2 separate regions of the Rattus norvegicus genome follow, and region 1 is linked to region 2. A link is a contact called in public Hi-C data. All regions are on one chromosome and are shown on one strand. Each heading gives the region's core, a stretch centred on a gene start, on an enhancer-like site or on the middle of the called end of the contact. The rest is flanking DNA. Distances are from core to core; before and after follow the strand shown. Region 1 has its middle 180 kb from the start of Mocs2. Region 2 holds the start of Fst (follistatin).

Region 1 (3,756 bases), core at 224-2,723, 200 kb after region 2:
AAGAGCTATGTGACTACCCATACCTATGGTATAGGCCTTGTAGAAGACAACACTTAATAGAGTAACTGACATTGTTGCAATAGTCTTTACCACAGTGGTCTAGTTTAGAAATAAACTTACAATTTTCTAAGCATCCACTTTGAAGAGGGGCACACACCTCAGCATGCTGGCCAGTCCCCAAGGATGTCGGATGCCTAACGAGTTAAGTGTATTTGCCTAGGAGTCTATTTTTAGGATGCCAAGCAACTTTCATAAAAATGTACTCCCCTAAATGATCTTATTTTTAAAGACCAAAGTGAGTCAGTATTTTAAATTCATATTACTAACTTGCAGTAAGTTATCCCAAGGGGAATTAAAAATTATTATTTTGGGCACAGGAGGAAAAATTAACATCTTAGTCTATAAATACATCCAAATACCAATCCAATTCAGTGGTGTGGGAGCATCGATTCCTGAGAGAGTTTCTAGATCCCTGTTCTGACCCTGGATGTTCAATTACGCCTTTGGAACTTGAGGTTGTAGCAAATATTTATTTGCCTGGTGCCTTTCCTGAGCTGGGAATTTTTCAAGGTCAGGAGTAAAATCTATCACCTATCTCTCTCTCATGTATGTATGTATGTATGTATGTATGTATGTATGTATGTATGTATCATTTATCTGCCTATGTATCCATCCAACCATCCATCCATCCATCCATCCATCCATCCATCCATCCACCCACCCACCCACCCACCTACCGACCTACCTACCTACCCACCCACCTACCTACCTACCTATCTACCGTCTATCTTAGATATCTATTTATATACCTCTCATCTGCCTGCCTGTGTGTCTGGTCTGTCTATCCATCCAGTTGAGCACATCACATAATTTCTGGCATGTCTTGATAGGTCAATGATTGTCTGCTGGAGTAATACAAAGTACAATTCATGTTGATTTTTCACCTGTGAATCATTCCGTGAATCCTCTGAAATCAATGATGTGCATTTGCTAAAGAAGACAAATATGTGAGTGACAAGGGCCGTGCCTTCCGCTGTGCTTCTGCTCACTGACTAACCCTGTCCACAGGTTGTGGTATGCTGTCCTATTATGCTTTATTTCCTCACACATTTTCCTCTTCATCTGACTCACATTGCTACAACCCTCATGGATTAATCATTTTGAAACCACAGGGTTCTGAATCATGGCTGAGTCCTGGGTTACAAGGAAATCCATCCACTAGGAAATGAGAGCGTTTCTAGGAAACATCTTTTAACCACGTTTGTATTCTGATAAGATTCCTGGCTGCCGACCTGGGCCCATGGAAAGCAAAGACTTGGAAACAACCTTGGTTCTCCTGTAGGTAACTAACAAGTGTGTTCTTTTTTCATGCTGACAGTATCTTATAGCTATTGTATGTATGTGAAGATCTAGTCATCCAACGGCTCCTGATTTTTATGAGCAAAGCATGTAATATGTGATTGAGAAATGAGTTTTTACACAGAAACTCTACAGTGGTCATCAAACTACTTTCCTTTCTCCCCCTCCTGATTCACTGGTTCCTCATTAGATGCTGAACTTCCAGGGTTTGTTTGTAGACATTAAACTTGGTTGTCAAAGCCTCTTAGGATAGAAGCCTTTAATCTTTCTATCTAACCATCTTAAACATGGGTTATGTTTGTTTTTATAAACATACTAGTAAAAGATTTGAAACAGTTTGGGCTCCGTGAGAGAAAATTGCCGACTGAATGACTGAACGGATTGTTGGAAGGCTCTCTAGTGGGTGTTTCACTGGTTGTGAAATCAAAGGCTGCATAATCTCAGTTGATTTTCCCTGTCACACTACGCTGCCTCCAGATGAGGGAGGTGACACATTTTAGTCAGAGGAGAATTGGAGGCATTCAACATCCTTCAAAATCATTGTTCACCGTCAATGGCTTGCTACTTTGTTTCCCAGGACCAATAATTGCTTCTTTATTTTAATTTTAATTTTAAAAAGCATGTGCCAGACATGCCATTTTTTTTTTTGGAGATACTTATAACTTCCTTTGTGCTCATGAAGCTCTCTGCAGGATTTCAACATCCTCTTGACCCAATTTGGTAAAATTGCATCCGAGGCCAGAATACTGAAAAGTGAGACTTTTAGTTTACATTCAAGACAATGGTATGGTTTTGAGGCACTCCATCTAAGTTCATTCCACAAGTCTGGCCCTAACTAATCACTAGCTTCATGTTGTCCAAACTGTCTCACAGAGAGTGTGTTTTTTGTCAGAGTTGCAAGACATGGCAGTAGTCTCCACTTCTCTTTTTGTTCTTTTTCTGATTAAAGCAACTGTTTAAATCAGGCTCGTTGGCTTGAGGTTTGTGGCTCTCAGAAGTAGACCGTACTAGAGATTCATTCTTGGCTGGTCATGTGACCATCTACCCCAAATCCAATTCCATTAAAATTCCTTGCCACAACTGACACGCTTAGATGGTTTTATGGATTGAGTTGGGTTCACTCAAATAATAATACAAAGTCCCATCATACTGTGGATGCTGTGAAGTGCTTGTGAATTCAACCTCTTTTGGAAATAGGGTCTTTGTAAGTACAACTCAGATGAGATGAGATCACTGGAGTGGGCCGCAATCCAACGTGATTAGAAGAGGCAGATATACACACAGAACTGGACAGAGTGACAGAGGGGAATGGACTAATGTACCCACAAGCCCCCAAATCCCAATTTGATGCTGGAACAGCAGTGCCAGAAAGGATCTGCCTTGGAAACTTTAGAAAGAGCAAAGCCCTTCTGATACTCTGATATTAGACTCCTAGTTGCCAGAATAAACGCCAATGTTTGTGCCACATGCACCAACTTTTATTATAGTAAGGAATCTAGTTATTAATGTTTATGTAGAGTACAGGATACAGCTGCCCCTACCTGTTTTCTTTTTTTTTAACCAGTACCAGAATAGGCAAGAGGAGACTCAGAGGGTGTGGCCAGATTGATACCTGCCTCAAGATGTCTAGCTCCAGGAAAAAGATTTCTGTTGCTCTAAGTATTTGATGTGTTACATGCTGTACTGTGGAAGATCAATATAAATGGGACTCTTTCTGAGATGATGAAATCATGACTCTTCTTTCTGTACTTTTCCCAGATGGCTTCTAGACACTGTGTAATTGAATCTGATGATAGAGAGAAGGTAGTAATTTCTTAGCTCGGCCATTGCAGTTTATCTTCAAGAGTGAGTCAGGTATCATCCCACTGTATGTCCCAGACTACAAGGAAAGGGAGCCAACACTCTCATTTCCAACACAACCAAACCTTTAAAAACCTTTCCTTGAGGAGTGAGGCCATGTAGGAGAAGAGGGATGTTGCAAGGACCACACTGATCATTGAGAACCTCTCTTTGAAGACCAATGCTATTCATTTTTAAAAATTATTTATTGTTTTAGAACTTCTACCAAAACTGAAACCAAAGCCCTTCTACTTCTAACACTATCAGGTTTGCCGACATTAAATTGGACCCAGCATTTTATGAATTTGTTAAAAATTGTATACTTATTTGTTCCATCTCTTGTCTGTGCACATATATTTATATATACATACATACATACACACACATATATACATATATGTGTGTGTCATACATATATGTATGAGTATTACATCTCTTATTTGATTAAATTGCTGACCCTTATTTTGTATACTTCATCAGGGTTCTTTTTTATGAGCCACTCCTCTGTTTTATTGGTAATTCACTAATGTCAATATCACTACTTTTTTTGGTGTAATT
Region 2 (3,866 bases), core at 59-2,558:
CCTTGAGCAGCCTCGAGGCGCAGCCCGCCCGACGGGCCCGTTTTGCAATCCGCCAGCTCGGAGCACGCCCGCAGCCACCACGGTCTTTCGAAATCTCCGAGGGCTGCTTTCCCTGGCGCCCACGTCCGGGCACCCAGGGCAGCGCCCCTATCAGAAAGGCGGGTTGCCCAGCCTAGTGTCGGGCAGACGGCTAGGGCCGGTGCCCGGGAGGGCAGCGTACAACACACAAAACCTTACCGCTCCAACAGGCAACGCAGCAGTGTTAGAGCTGGGTCACACATACCTACCTCATGTCTACCAAGAACCACTTTACAGATAGTTTCTTCCCCTGTCCCTTTTTATGTCTTCGGACTTTGGACAAGCAGACTTCTCATGAATCACCAAAGTGACTCGAGCAATTGGAGCGCAAGCTGCGCGGTTACCATTATTAAAAAAAAATCCCGCCTGGAGACTAATTGTAATAAAATAAATCCATTTTTAATTTTAGATGATAAACTTCAGAAATTTGCTCTTTAATCCAGGTCGGAGTCTAAATAGCCCGTGGGTTGCTTGTTTCACAGAAGTTAACAGGAATGAGGCAAAGTGGAGAAAACTGTAAAGTACTTAAAAACACTTCGGGCTAATAATTTGGTTTGTTCTTTCTTCTTTTTCGCGGGGCTTGGGGGAGAGGGGTAGAAGGAGCATCTGCTAAGCGTAAAACTACCTCCCTCTAAAAATTTCAGTACCCACATTTCCAAGTTTGGGCAAAGTTTCTGAAACCACGTCCCCCAAGCCACCCAAGAAAATTCGGTATCTCCCATCCCCCACTCCGTCATTAAAAAAAAAAAAAGTCACCAAAAGATATGGAAGGAAGATGGGTAGACTGCTTAGTAGGTCGACTGCACTCTCCAAGCTATGGATGCTCGCTCTTCTCCCGAGCCAGCCAGGGGAGATAACATCTGAAGTCATTAGGACCAGAACTTGGAGCATCTACCCCTAACTACTGAGGCTCCAGTTCCCCCACTCGAGCCCTCTCTTTTTTGAGGATAACCTGGCTCTAAACTCCTCTCTCTATCCCAAAGTGTCACCGCCTTCAGTCTTTTCCTCCCGTTCCTTTCTCCAGGAGTAGCCGGGTGGTTCCAACATCTTCCTAGAGCCGCGTCGGTCCCAACCGACCAAGTGGAGACGACAGAAAAGTAGAACCCCTGCCCGAGCCGAACCTCTGGGCGCATCCCCTCCACTCACCCTGGGCGCTGCGGTCTTCCATGAATTGGCAGAGTAGCAGCAGCAGGAGGCAGAGCCCGCCGGGCTGGTGCCTGGCGCAGACCATCCTGGGGCAGGCGCGGGGCGAGGAGCGCGGCGGCGGGTGGCTTGGGCGAGCGGCGCGCGTCGCAGAGGCGAGCGGCGGAGGGCGCAGCGATCCCGGCGCAGCCCCGCGCTCGCCACCGGCCGCCCGCGCGATTCAATGGACGTCAGAAGCCGGGCGCAGCCGCGCTTTAAATCTAGACGGGGGTCTCCGAGGTTTGCGGTGGGCGGTCTCCCAGTGTGTGGGGCTGTGGGAGGGCGGCGGCGACCGAGGGTGTGCCGGCTCTTTGGGGGTGGGGAGCTTTTAAAAGTTCAGTGTGAATCAGGTGACATTTCCCACCTTCTGGAAACCCTTCCCAATTATCTGTCGGAGGTGCCCGAAATCAAAGCGGCAGGAGGGGAATCGCCGAGTTCTTATTTGCGTAGGAGCGGGAGGGGAGGGGGAAGGAGGCAGGGGCGGGGGCTGGGGGGCGACGCGTCGGGGGTGGGGAGGAACATCCACTTCAGTCCTGCACGCCGCCGCTCGGAGCCGGCGCGCCCGGGGTGGCGTGCAAGTGTGTGTGTGTGTGTGTGTGTGTGTGTGTGTGTGTGTGTGCATGCGTGTGCGTGTGTGTGCGCGTGTAAGTGAAGGCTCTGGAGGAGGCGGCCGGTGGAGCGCGGGGACCCCTGGAGTTGGTCCCCAGCACCTCTGCTCCAGCGCTCGGGAGAGACTTGTGCAACACACCGCAGGATCCCGGAGCTGCTGAAATGCCCCGGGGAGCAGTTTCAGGATCCTTCCCGCAGAGCCTTGGCGCGGGGTCCCGGAGACGTTTTATGTCCCGAGGTCTCATGCGTGTGTCTTACTTTGCGGCCACCCTGCCCGCTTCCCCGCCTCCCACTCCCCCACAGCCTGCAGTAGGTTGCTAAGAACCACGACCCCCGGGCACCTTCCACCGGGCCGAGCGCTGCGGAGACGCGGCCCTCGGTCTCCACAAGTCAGAGGCAAACAAAAATGTTTAACACCTCGGAGCCGGCCGCCCCCGGCAGTCTCGCCCTCTCCCTTTCTTTTCTCCCCTTTCACTTCGTCGCGTCTGGAGTCGCAGCCCCGAGCGGGGGCGCCGACGTAGGCGGTCTGCCCCCCTCCTCCCCCGCTCCGAGACGCCCCAGTTTCTGTCCTGAGCCTGCCTCTCTCTCTCTCTCTCTCTCTCTCTCTCTCTCTCTCTCTCTCTCTCTCTCTCTCTCTCTCATATTAAAAAAAATTGCACCATGATAATGAACTTCTGCAGCCTCAGTTTATTGAGTGCAACGCCTGGCATTCTTCGCCGAAAGTTGGCGGGTCTTCTCATTTATAACATTTTCTGGCACGGCTGAATGAAACTGAGGAGGCGATATTTCCTTTTATATAAAACGATTACTTCACGGAAAATGCTATATTGTTTATTTCAAAGCTGCCTTTTAAATTTCTATTCTTTTCGCTTCTGAAGCCCGAACGACAACAAACAGCGAACTATGCAGACAAAATTCTTGGACATTCCCAGGTCATTGGGATTTGCTCTACGGATTTCAAATTCGCCCTTCTTCCCTACCCCCGCCTTAGCCCCCCCCCCCGTCCTCCTCTCATCCTCCCACCCCCATCTTCCATCAACCTCCTCCTACCCCCTCCACAACTGCAAATAACTCAGTGATAACAGATTTTTTTCCACCAACTGCAGGAGATAGTGCTAATCTTTTAATAAAAGGTCCCATTACAATGGGATCTGTCTGGACAGACTATAATAGATCCCGAAATACAGCCGTGCTAATATTAGAAGACAGTTGTTTGGGTGCCTCTCAGACGGGCCCAAGCCCCCCTTTGAAAGTGGGCATGAATCACAAAGCCCCGCGGCCGCCGCACCTGCACCGCGCGCATTCGGTGCAGCAGGCTGGTAAAAACGGGTGACCTCGCCGCCGCTTTTCGCTTTATAATTACAGTCATGAGGACCGGAGCGGCGGGGAGGGGAGCGGGTGACCCGGGAGAGCCGGCTTTTTGCTCACTTTAGACGGCTCTGGGGCTCCACATCCTTCTTAATCTTTCCAGATTCATTTTGTCTGTTTCTGTCTGTCTGTTTGTCTGTCTCCTTCCTCTTCAGGCTTTTTCCTCCCTCCTCCCTCCTCCCACTCCCCTCAACTCTCTTTCCCAGCCCTTCCCGGCTTCGGTCTCCCCTCCCTCTCCCCGGACTCTGCCCATATTCTCCCTCCCCTTTCCTCGCTTCCTTTTCTCTTCCCTCCAACGCATTAATGTGGAGTTGTTTAGTGCCCTCTAATGGTAGGCGACATTAACAATTAATAGCAAACTGTCCCCCTTGCAGGAGCCGCCACTTAACTGCAGAATTTCAAAGTTGAACTATTTCTTCTTTACTCGGAGATACTGTGATACACTACAGGGAAAGTTTGTTTATTCCCCTTCATTGTCCCCACCCCTATTCCAGGGGGAAATTTTACTTAAAGGAGAGCTAACAATTACTGTTACTTGACCCCTCCCCACCTCATATGTTTTTTTCCCCTGCTAGCAAAACACCTAGCTTCTGTTTTAGCTAGATTTTCCTATTTCAAACTGCTTATCT

The links. A called contact is a pair of places that touch in the nucleus more often than the background predicts.
Region 1: a Hi-C map of the Rat2 cell line shows a contact between it and region 2, with 4 times the contacts expected there. The contact joins the enhancer-like site here to the promoter of Fst in region 2.

The regions. Positions count from the first base shown.
Region 1 is chr2:48,060,133-48,063,888 of GRCr8, forward strand. No RefSeq gene overlaps it. Among named protein-coding and RNA genes, the nearest start is that of Mocs2, 180 kb to the right of the region's middle. Within about 2 kb of position 1,474, at least 10 of the 93 cell types and tissues checked have an H3K27ac peak or open chromatin away from gene starts, as enhancers often do.
Region 2 is chr2:47,861,984-47,865,849 of GRCr8, forward strand. It overlaps Fst (follistatin), which reads right to left and starts at 1,309. Exons shown (of 6, transcript NM_012561.3): 1 at 1,225-1,309. The coding sequence starts at 1,309. LOC120100717 (a long non-coding RNA gene) reads left to right here. Exons shown (of 2, transcript XR_005500667.1): 2 at 1-1,672.